Regions from separate parts of the Mus musculus genome. Here regions 2, 3 and 4 are each linked to region 1. Evidence: chromatin contacts called from public HiChIP or PLAC-seq and promoter capture Hi-C data. All regions are on one chromosome and are shown on one strand. Each heading gives the region's core, a stretch centred on a gene start, on an enhancer-like site or on the middle of the called end of the contact. The rest is flanking DNA. Distances are from core to core; before and after follow the strand shown. Region 1 holds the start of P2rx5 (purinergic receptor P2X, ligand-gated ion channel, 5). Region 2 holds the start of 4933427D14Rik (RIKEN cDNA 4933427D14 gene). Region 3 holds the start of Tekt1 (tektin 1). Region 4 holds the start of Spns2 (spinster homolog 2).

Region 1 (2,591 bases), core at 47-2,546:
GAGTTCCAGGACAGCCAAGGTTACACAGAGAAACCCCATATTAAAAAAAAAAAAGTGCTGGGCAGAGGTGATTGGAGTGGGGGTAGGATGTATGAAAATAAGCCTTTTTGAGGAACTGGTTAGGTTGAGTTTGAAAAGTTATAACAACACATTGTTTCCAAATGACACTTTAGGAACAGAATGCAGAACTCTATGCCCTTTCCTAGAATGAATGGGAAATCCAAGGGCAAAGCCCAGGAATTTGCCTTTATTTAAAATAAACAAACCAAACCAAACAAACAGCCAAACAAACCAAAACAGTCATTCCTTCGTGTTGCAAAACTGGGGACCTGTTTCCTGAAACTTCTATTTTTTTGTAGAAGATTATACCTGGAGGACTTAAGCGTTTCTTCCAACTTCTGGAGTCTGTCGTTTCAGAGAGTGAACTTCCTATTGGGCAAGAGGGCCAGGGTCGGGAGCAGAGGTGGTGTGATGCAGAAAGTTAGTGTGCATGGCTCCTCACCCCGCAGTCCCTGGCACATGGACTCTCACCACACCCAACCCCTCAGTACAAACACAGCCGATCACCACACAGCCCCTCACCACATATAGCCCATCAGTATACATATATAGAGCCCTGTAACTGCTCACCACACAGCCTCTCACTGCGTATAGACGACCCGACCCATACCACAGGAATGGGATCCTACATCCTCTCTCATCCTACAGTTCCTCACCACAGACAACCTACGGCAGCCCATAACAAGTTCCAAAGCGCAGCTCCAGGTATCTCTTCTCCCTCCTATGTTGGATCAGACCCAGACGATGGCATTGGGCTCCTTTTCTTTGGGAACTATTCATACTCTAGACATATGTTAGGATCCCACGCCTTGGTGCCCTAGCCTAGCTCTCCCTACCCCGCAGTACCTGACTAGGACCTCTGATCCCTGACCCTAGAAATTTGTAGGGTTTAAATCCGCAGCCATAGAAGCGGTGGAAAAGCCCCTTGATTACAGCACACACAGGCAGCCAGGGACCTACCTATACATCTGCCTGACAGCATGAGTAGCGAGGCCAGGACAACAGGGAAAACAGTCATTACTGTCTATCCCTCCTCCTTTACTTCCTGCACTGTGGGTCCCTTCCGGATTCTGCCTCTATTTCCCCACGGGGTTCCTTTCGAGCGAGTCCCGTGGGAGGAGGTAGGGGCGGGCGAGACGCCTTGGAAAGCACCTTCCCCTTCTTCCTCGCCTCCGCACACAGCCAGTGGCTGGAGGCACAGCCCGGTGGTGTCACCGTGTCAGCGGAGGCGGCCTCATCCCAGGCTGGGCGCTCGCCGCAGTCAGGCTCTCCGCGGCAGCAGGATCCTCCTGGCCGCGCTGTGCTCGCGCCCGGGTCTGCGCGTCTGCTCTCCAGCTCATGCCCTTTGGAGCCGCGCGCCCCGGGACTGCGGCAGCGCACACAGAGTGCTCGGTTGGCTGCCGGGCAGCGGGAGGCGGCGGCGGTGGCCAAAGTGAGCTGGAGGCATGGGCCAGGCGGCCTGGAAGGGGTTCGTGTTGTCTCTGTTCGACTACAAGACAGCAAAGTTCGTGGTCGCCAAGAGCAAGAAGGTGGGGCTGCTCTACCGGGTGCTGCAGCTCACCATCCTGTTGTACTTACTCATGTGAGTTCTTGGGCACTTTTTTGAAACAAGGGTACATGGGGCAGGGAAGGTGTAGACACAGGGGCCTTGGGGGAGTCAGCCTTAAAGCCCGTGGATGTAAGGATGGGAAAGTAAAAAGGGGACACTGACTTGTTAAACGTGGGCGGCGGCAACTGGATACCTTGGTTGGAAGCTGTCTGTAGGAGCTCCTTCTCCCAGTACTGGAGCTTCCAGTGTTACAGCCATGACCAGGAGGCAGGGATGCCAGGACACTGGGCTTCAGCTGCCCCCCAGAGGCCTCCCTGTGTCCAGCTTGACAGCTGGCCCAGGCACCCAGCAGGTTATTTATAAGCATTGAGCATTACTGGCTTACTCTTGGTTGGGCCAACTCATGGGATTGGCATGTTCTGGAACTCAGGGTTAGCTCACGGGAATCAGGGGGGCAGCCATTCCAGCGTCCAGATGCTCTACTGTTTTCCCTTATTGCCATCTCATCTAGCAGGCTATAAGCCTACCAGCCCACGGGCAGTTTGATGGGGATTTAACAGCTTGGTCAGAGGTCTCCCTTGCTCCTAGGAAGAAAAGAGGGCACAGGTGAAAAGAGGAAGGCAGCCACGGTGGACAGCTGCGATTCACTTTCCTTTCCTCATTAAATGATGTGCAATTATGCTCCTGGGTGGGGGTGGGGGGCAGTCCTGGCCTAGCCTTGCTGCTTTCTAATGGCTTCTCCTGCCCCTCTCCCAGGCAGGGTTTCTCTGTGCAGCCCTGGTTATCCTGGAACTGGTCAGTAGAGCAGGCTGACCTCAAACTCAGATATCCTCCTTCCTTTACCTCTGGAGTGCTGTGATAATGGCACAGAGTGTGGGTAATGGCTGTGTTCTTAGTGTTTCCTGAATTTTAGCTCCAAGGCACTTGGCAGTATCCTACCTCAGGGCCTTTGGACTGCTGTTCCTTGGCCACCCAGTTTTCC
Region 2 (2,591 bases), core at 51-2,550, 950 kb before region 1:
ATTCCCCTAGCTGTGGGCAGTCCTGAGGCCTGGGGGAATGTCCTAGTATTGCCTCTCACCCAGGGTCCGGTGACACCACCTCGGCTGGTCTCTACCCAGGAAGCTCGCCCAGGAATACCCTTCTCGATCGGCCCCTCTCCCACGGGAACGGGATGGAGCTCCACTCTGCTTCCTTCCCAGCATCCCGACGCTACCCTCATAGCCTGCACCTTCAACCACAGTTCCAGGATGCTCTCATGGCCAAGTGTTCCTGGACGACCTTTTCTCTCACAGCTTGGAGAGCTCCTATTGTCTAGCTCCTCCTCCCCAGATACAGTCACCCACACAGACCCAGCAGGCCCAACCACCTCGGGCTCGCCCACAGTCCCGTTCACCCACACTGTCCTGGGGTCCATTGCTGCCTCAACCGAGCCTGCAGTCCCAGGTATCCCAAAGGCCCTGTTCACCCTAGCGGGGACTGCGGGCTCCGCAGTCCTCTTCTCTAAAGGCTGCTGACCATTCTGTAGCCACCCTATGTTTGCACAGAGCATCCGCCGCACTGAAGATCTCACCCGGCGCCTTACTCCATAGCCTCGGGATAACCCTGCACCCCACCTCCTCGCCCACAGAGGCCGAACACCCCGACGCAACCTGCGGGCCCTCATGCAATGAGCCGGCATCTTCGCTGCCAGTGTACACCTGCGTAGCCCGGGCAAGGGCCCCCGTGCCGGCGTCGCAGCTCCTGGACAATTCCTTTCCCCAATGCAACCTCAGACACGCTCTCTTTGCATCTGTTCCCCCGCACACGCACTCACAACACTCGGATCCAGTCCTCGCTGCCTTTCTGCCTCCCAGCTCTCTCCAAACCCCCGCCCGATCCCGGACGCCGCCCCCGGCCCCGGCCCCCCTAAAGTCTGACAAATAGAAAGGTAATAGGAGGGGCGGAGCTGCAAGGCAAGCCTGGGGCGAGGTCTCTCACTGTCTCTCTGTCTAATGCAGTTTCCCAGAATTCCCCCAGCTCCGGCCCAAGCCCACCTGGTTTGGGCGCGGCGCGGCCACCAAGAGATCGTAAGGCGACCCCACGCTAGGCCTCGCTTCCGGCCTCTCGCCCAGTCGTCATGGCAACAGGCGCGCGGCTGTTTGGGAGCCGTTGATCTTCCTGAGCCATTTGAGGATCAAGGTGTTGTACCGCGACGGGCTTTGCCGTCACTGTCCATGAAGCCAGGGTGGGGACCAGACCAGGTCAGGCGTCTAGTTGTCTGAGGGAAACTGGCGCCAAAAAGAAACTCCAGCAGACCAAAAGGACGGCCCTAAGGAGTTATGGCTATTCAAGGCTCCCGTAGCACCACTCTGCTGCGGCGGCCCCGCCCACCCGGAACCTTGTCCACGCCTTACTTGGGCCCCGCCTTGGGGGCGCAGGACCCTAGGGCTCCTCCCGTGCTCCTCTCCGCACTGTTGTACCCATGGCCACCTTCGAGGAGGTGAGCGTGCTGGGCTTCGAGGAGTTCGACAAGGCAGTGAAGGAGCATGAGGGCAAGACCATTTTCGCCTACTTCAGCGGTTCTAAGGATACCGAAGGGAAGAGCTGGTGTCCGGACTGCGTGGAAGGTGAGGCTGGGACCAGGACTGGGGGTTGCTGCGCCACAGCAGTGCTAGGAAGAAGGCCCCTGCTGAAGTCAGAAAGTGGGATGAGATGAGGATCTTGGTCCTGCAGACCCGCAGAAGCGCCTGAGCTGTACCCCGTCTCTCGTTAGGCCCTTACTGCCCCACCCAAGGATGACCCTCATTTTTATCATGGATTCGGATCTTGGAACCAGGTTCTTTAAAATTCTCAGTTCCCCAAACGATTAGTGTCTCATAAAAAAAAAAAAGACCAGACTCAGGAGTTGATCTTTCCGTCATCATATATGTATGCTGAGTTTTCTGATTGTGTCTTAAAGACAATCAGGACTAGGACTTAAGTGATTCACGAGTCCAGAGGACACGCGACTTTAACATCCTATCTTACAACCGGTTAAAGTCTAAGACTGGGGACGGGAGGGCGTGGGCTATCGCAGTTGATGTGTAATTACTTTTTAACTCTTTTAAAAAGCTGAGCCAGTCATTCGAGAGGGGCTGAAGCATGTTACCGAAGACTGTGTGTTCATCTACTGCCAAGTAGGAGACAAACCTTAGTAAGTCATGTATACCGTATCTCCAGACATGGACTATATTATTAAAAAGCTGGGTAAAAAGGACCTCAGATAATTGGTCAGGCTCTGTGTTTTAGGTATTGTCTGATAAGCTAAACAATTAGAATTACTGAATTCATATTTACAGTTTATGTTCAACCACATATCATCATTAATGAATTGGGTCTGGAATAAGTTCAGAACTCTATTGACTTTACATTTGTTTTATCTTAGCCACACTTTAAACTTTGCAGAAAGTGACACATAAGTTACAGTTCTCAAAATGTTTAAAGGTTAACAAAAGCAGTGGTTACAAGTATATTATATATAAGTCAACTGTTGAGTAAACTGTAATGAACCAAGTAGTATTTTTCATTATCTGTTTCATTTTGGAACAGCTGGAAAGACCCAAATAATGACTTCAGACAAAAACTGAAAATA
Region 3 (2,591 bases), core at 43-2,542, 800 kb before region 1:
CAAGAAAGCAGATTGAGCTGGGCAGTGGTGGTGCCTTTAATCCCAGAACTAGGAAGGCAGAGGCAAGTGGATCTCTGAAAATTTGAGACCAGCCTAATCTACAGAGTGAGTTCCAGGAAAGCCAGGGCTACACAAAGACACCCTGCCTTGGAGAAGAAAAAAGGAGAGAGAGGGAGGGAGGGAGGGAGGGAGGGAGGGAGGGAGGGAGGGAGGGAGAGAGGGAGAGAGGGAGAGAGGGAGAGAGGGAGAGAGGGAGAGAGAACGAAAGACAAGGAAGGAAGGAAGGAAGGAAGGAAGGAAGGAAGGAAGGAAGGAAGGAAGGAAAGAAAGAAAGGAAGAAAAGAAAGAAAGGAAGAAAAGACAAGGAAGAAAGGAAGGAAAGAAAGAAAAAAGAGAAAGAAGGGAAGGAAGGAAGGAAGGAAGGAAGGAAGGAAGGAAGGAAGGCAGGCAGGCTGAGCGAGCCATGATGAACAAACCAGTTAGCATGCCCTTCATGCCCTCTGCATTAGCTCCTGCCTCTAGATTCTTGCCCTGTTTTGAGTTCCTATCCTGACTTCCTTCAATGATAAACAAGCAATATGAACATGTAAGACAAATATGCCCTTTCCTCTCCAACTTGCTTTTTGATCATGTTGTTTTGTCACAGCAATAGAAACCCTAAGACAAGCAGTATTCTTTCAAATACATGAACCCAGACATGTTGTATAAGAAATGAACAGATGTGACGTCTGTAAGCCAACATCTGGGCATTGTGACTACAGGATAAAGACAAGGAACAGGGGGTAAGGCAGCCTCTGGAGACAGTTGCGGGGGAAAAAAAATATGATCCCCTGGCTCTGAACGACATCACATCTGTCTTCCATAGGCAAAGCTGAACTCTGAAAGCCTCCCGCTCTGGACTCTATAACCCTAGTATTTACCCTAGGGGCCTCTGAAGCCGTCACAACCAAGGATGGATTCAGATCTTGACTAGGCTAAGCATCAGGCCCCATGTAACCCCCTCAGACACTCCTGAGCTCTCCAGTTCAGTCCCCTCCTATGGTCTCTCCCGAGTCTGTCTCAGCGTGGCTCTCTGAGATATAACTTTGAACAAGTGTGAATAGTCTCGAAGAGGGGACCGATATCAGTGCTAACCGCTGATACAAAAGACACACCGCGTGGGTAGGGAGAAGGGGTAGGTGAGGTGGATCGGGGCTCACTTACCTTAGTTCATTAAAGAACACAAGCTTCTGTAGGGCACTCCTGACCCCAACCAGAGCTCCTGGTTCTGAGAGAACCAGCCGAGAAAACTGCGGTCTCTATGGCAACCGGACGGACGCAACGTTGCCCTAGTTAGAAGACTGCGCAAGCGCGAATGTGAGAGTGGTGCTAAAGGGTAACCCGAGCAAACAAGACAAAGAAAGTAGGTGGTCCGAAGTCTGATCCTGCTGAGAAAACGTCAAAACACGGGGCAGGAGATTGGGTCACTCGGGGTTCCCGTTCCCCGAGTCTCTGACTCCATAGATGCACAGCGGGTCGGTCTTGGCGCTGTCCTGAGCCGTAGATGACCCGGGACCACAGAGATACACACACTGCGTTCCACGTGGTCGTTGCTCCAAACCTGGAGCAAAGGACCTGCAAACCTAGCGACACACAGGGTGCATGGGTAGCTCCAGACAGGGGTAGGCAAGAATGGGTTTTCGGCCAGGTATCTTCTCCCAAGGCGTAAAACTCACCAAGCACTGAGCTTTTTCTCGGTTAAGATCGCACTGCTACGTGATCTTCAAACTGTTGTGGATTGAGTTAAAATTAGGCTTTCAGGACGCCAGCCACTCGGTGCCACGGCCATGAGTTTAACATAGCCATACACCATCTTCAAACGTTCGTTTTACAGGCAGCACGTTTATTTAAAAAACAAAAAAACAAAAACAAAACAAAACAAAAAAACCCTTTGCATTACTACTGGAAATGGGAAATTGGCGCTGTCTGTGTGGCAGAAAAAGCAATCATAAAGGTGAACACGATGAAACAAAGGCATAAAATTTATAACAATGTGAAGGCACTGATGAAGGGCTGGAGAGATGGCTCAGCGGTTAAGAGGACTGACTGCTCTTCCAGAGGTCCCGAGTTCAATGCCAAGCACCCACATGGTGGCTCACAACCATCTGCAATGAGATCCAGTGCATACCTTCTGGTGTGCATGAAAACAGAAAACAGAGCACTCCTAGTCATAAAATAAATACATAAACAAATCTTTAAAAGAAAGAGAAAGAAATGAGGGAAGGAAGGAAGGAAGGAAGGAAGGAAGGAAGAAAAAGCAGCGATGAGCTGGGTGTATCTGCTTATCCCTGGCATCTCAGCATGCCAGAAAAAGACCCTTAAGCTGAGGATTCAAATCTGAAAGACATATTGGAAATTAACACTCACCTTTCATTCATGTATGTATATATATATATATTGCTTTTTTTCAAGACAGGGTTTCTCTGTGTAGCTCTGGCTGTCCTGGAACTCACTTTGTAGACCAGCCTGGCCTGGAACTCAGAAATCCACCTGCCTCTGCCTCCAAGAGCTGAGATTAAAGGCGTGCGCCACCACTGCCCAGCTCATGTATC
Region 4 (2,591 bases), core at 49-2,548, 670 kb before region 1:
CACATTCAGGATAGAAACCCAGTTGTATCCATTTCAGTCTCAAACCTGGGGTTGAGTCGCAGAGATGCTCAAGGAGCATGAGGCTGCCTCTCTTTAGACCAACCCCCCCAGCCCCCGCCCCCAGGCCTATGCCCTGCTCCAGGCTCCAAGCGCCATGGAGCAGAAGGAGGCGTCTCCAGGCCTCAAGCCAGGGCCAGCTGCAAACCGCATCCTGGGTCCCCAGGCGGCACGGACCCGCCCCGCCCCTCCCTCGGCTCCCCGCAGGCCCGAGCCTTTGTCAGCCACGCGCTTACAAGCTCACACACACATATCCGCGCTGCCACGCGCGCGCACACTCCGGCTGCCTGGCGCACACCCGCAAGAGGCGCACACACTGGCCGCACGCATGCAGGGGGGTGGCTGAGACCGAGGAAAGAAGGAACAGACGGGCCGTGCAAGCACAGACGGCCTGGACTAAGGGAAAAGGAGGAGAGGCCGGGGAACCTGCGGCTGTGGAGGAAGGGGGCGCACAGGCGATAAGGCAAGAGAGACGCAGAGGAGACTCTGGGAGGACAACGGATGAGCCGTCAAGGGCTTGGCGAAGGCTCACAAGCTGCTCCAGGGGTGGAAACTCCACCAATCCCTAACACGGGGAGCGTGGGGTGCTTTGGATTGGACCCATGGAACGCCAAAGCATCGCTTGAACAGAGGGTCCTTAGGGACTCTCCAGAGGGCTTGGATCTAGGGAGCTGGCAACCAAAAGCTCCCTAGGGCATCTGGGATGGAAGGGCCCTGGTCCTCGGGCTAGATGGGGCATTTGCTCACCTGCCACAGTGTACCTGTCCAGGTAGTTGAGCACGTTGCCTAAACTCAGGATGGCAGCAGCTGCCCCCCGCCCTCGGCCTAAGCTGGCCGGTTTGGGCTGCGGCGCGCTGGGGCCCTTGGCAGCTGCTGCGCAGCCAGGGGTGCTGGGGATGCTGGGGAGTCCGGACGGGACCCGCCTCACGCTGCCGGACAACGTCTGCACCTCTTCGTCGGCGGACACGACTCCAGCGCCCCCAACACCCCGCGCCCCGCAGCAAGCGCTACCTCCAGCCCCTGGCTGCGCCCCCCGGCGCCGGCGCCGCCGCTCGGCGTCCGCCTCCTCCTCCTCCGCGCCGCCCGCCGCCGCCGAGGCGCATTCCAGGCACATCATGCCGGCCCGGGCCGGGGCGGCGGGGGGCGCGGGGGGCTCGGGGGACGCGAGGCCCAGCCCGGGCCCGCTCAGTGCGTGCGCGCGCCGCGGAGCCGCCGCTGCACCATCCCGGCCCGGCCCGTCCGCTTCTGCGCTCGGGCTCCAGCCCTGGCTGCGCCGCTGCTACTGTTCAGTCAGTGAGACGCGCGGCCCCGGCGGCTCTGACAGCTGCGGCCGGCCCCGCCCACCAAGCTCGTGTGCCCAATCACCTCCGGGCTCAAGCCACAGCCCCGCCCCGCACGTGCTGCCCCGGGGGGTGCGGGGGCGCCTGGCCGCACAGCCCCACCCGCCTGACGGGGGCGCAAGTCACGCAGTAGCGCTGCGGCCACGGAACCCTCGGGGATCAGGAAGCGATTGCGGGGAGCTGCAGCACCGATTAGGATTTAGGTGAGGGAAGAAGGGTACCCCAGACCCTACTCAACTTCCACCCTGCCCCTGCGATGGGAGAGGACCCCTGGCTGAGGCCGAGGAAGGCCCATGGCTTAAGCTACGCATTAAAAAAAAAAAGTCTCAGATGGTCAAAACTGGGGAACCTGTTGTAGAGCTGACTCCAACAGTTACTCACCTTAATTCAGTCTGTTTAGGCAGCGCTGCCTAAGAAACATGATTGGTGGACCCAGGACACAGACCTCATGAAGGTCCATTGCTCTCCTCTATAGAGAAGCACCTCCATGCTATGACCTGGGCTCACTCTGACCATATCTCTACCCCCCATAGAGTGGAGCTTGTGAGAACCAGGGCTCGGATTAGAGCCCAAAAGAACCAGGAGGGCCTCCTCAATGCCAGGCAGGGTGTCCTACACCTGTAACCCCAGCGTTTGGGAGGCTGAGTCAGGAGAGATCCAATCTCAGACAAACGAGAAGGAGAGGGGATGGAGCAGAAAAAGCCTTTGAGGGGGGTACCATCTCCCCAAAACCCTTAGTGAAAGTTGGAAAGCTGGATCCTAGCCTATATCTGCTCTTGCGTGTGGCTTAACATTGGACGAAACCTCTATCTTTCTGGGTCTTTGTTTCTATTGGGGGAATATAGTCCAGGTAGTTGAGCACGTTGGGGGGGGGGGGGTTGTCAGTTCTGGAGAATGGCTAGGTAGCTTCTGTGTAAAGAACAGTCTTCTCTTGTAAGTCCATCATTTGGGAGGCAGAGGCAGGTGAAACTCCGAGGTTCCAGGCCAGCGAGTCCAGGCCAACACGTCTCTAAATAAATAAATATGTAAAAGGAAAGAAAGAAGTTAAAACCCAGTATAGCATGTTCTCCCTAGTATGTGCCAAACCCTTGGTTCAAATGAGAGAGTCAGGGGAGACTTAATTCAGCCCCTCAGATATCCAGTGGTTTCTGTCTGTTTCACAGACAGACTTCAGGTCACCAAGGTGACCCGTCA

Evidence for each region. Promoter capture Hi-C pulls out the DNA fragments that hold promoters and counts their contacts. HiChIP or PLAC-seq counts read pairs in DNA pulled down with a chosen protein or histone mark.
Region 2: an H3K4me3 HiChIP or PLAC-seq map of bone marrow-derived macrophages shows a contact between it and region 1, with 5 times the contacts expected there. The contact joins the promoter of 4933427D14Rik here to the promoter of P2rx5 in region 1. A contact is called at or near these places in 3 of 39 promoter capture datasets (liver, pre-B cells and stem cell-derived epiblast-like cells), 3 of 115 datasets of contacts at active chromatin or transcription factors (bone marrow-derived macrophages, double positive thymocytes and embryonic stem cells) and 1 of 9 other capture datasets (adipose tissue).
Region 3: a contact with region 1 is called in an H3K4me3 HiChIP or PLAC-seq map of bone marrow-derived macrophages, with 6 times the contacts expected there. The contact joins the promoter of Tekt1 here to the promoter of P2rx5 in region 1. A contact is called at or near these places in 2 of 115 datasets of contacts at active chromatin or transcription factors (bone marrow-derived macrophages and kidney).
Region 4: a contact with region 1 is called in a promoter capture Hi-C map of liver, with 2.1 times the contacts expected there. The contact joins the promoter of Spns2 here to the promoter of P2rx5 in region 1. A contact is called at or near these places in 1 of 39 promoter capture datasets (liver) and 1 of 115 datasets of contacts at active chromatin or transcription factors (bone marrow-derived macrophages).

The regions. Positions count from the first base shown.
Region 1 is chr11:73,159,092-73,161,682 of GRCm38.p6, forward strand. It overlaps P2rx5 (purinergic receptor P2X, ligand-gated ion channel, 5), which reads left to right and starts at 1,297. Exons shown (of 13, transcript NM_033321.4): 1 at 1,297-1,642. The coding sequence starts at 1,506. Gm35001 (a long non-coding RNA gene) reads right to left here and starts at 1,119. Exons shown (of 3, transcript XR_388840.2): 1 at 1,021-1,119; 2 at 370-429.
Region 2 is chr11:72,206,182-72,208,772 of GRCm38.p6, forward strand. 4933427D14Rik (RIKEN cDNA 4933427D14 gene) reads right to left here and starts at 1,301. Exons shown (of 19, transcript NM_001361564.1): 1 at 1,015-1,301. Txndc17 (thioredoxin domain containing 17) reads left to right here and starts at 1,373. Exons shown (of 4, transcript NM_026559.3): 1 at 1,373-1,587; 2 at 2,072-2,153; 3 at 2,549-2,591. The coding sequence starts at 1,443.
Region 3 is chr11:72,360,590-72,363,180 of GRCm38.p6, forward strand. It overlaps Tekt1 (tektin 1), which reads right to left and starts at 1,293. Exons shown (of 8, transcript NM_011569.3): 1 at 1,204-1,293. It overlaps Gm34317 (a long non-coding RNA gene), which reads left to right and starts at 1,325. Exons shown (of 7, transcript XR_003949575.1): 1 at 1,325-1,402.
Region 4 is chr11:72,488,622-72,491,212 of GRCm38.p6, forward strand. Spns2 (spinster homolog 2) reads right to left here and starts at 1,299. Exons shown (of 13, transcript NM_153060.3): 1 at 805-1,299. The coding sequence starts at 1,174.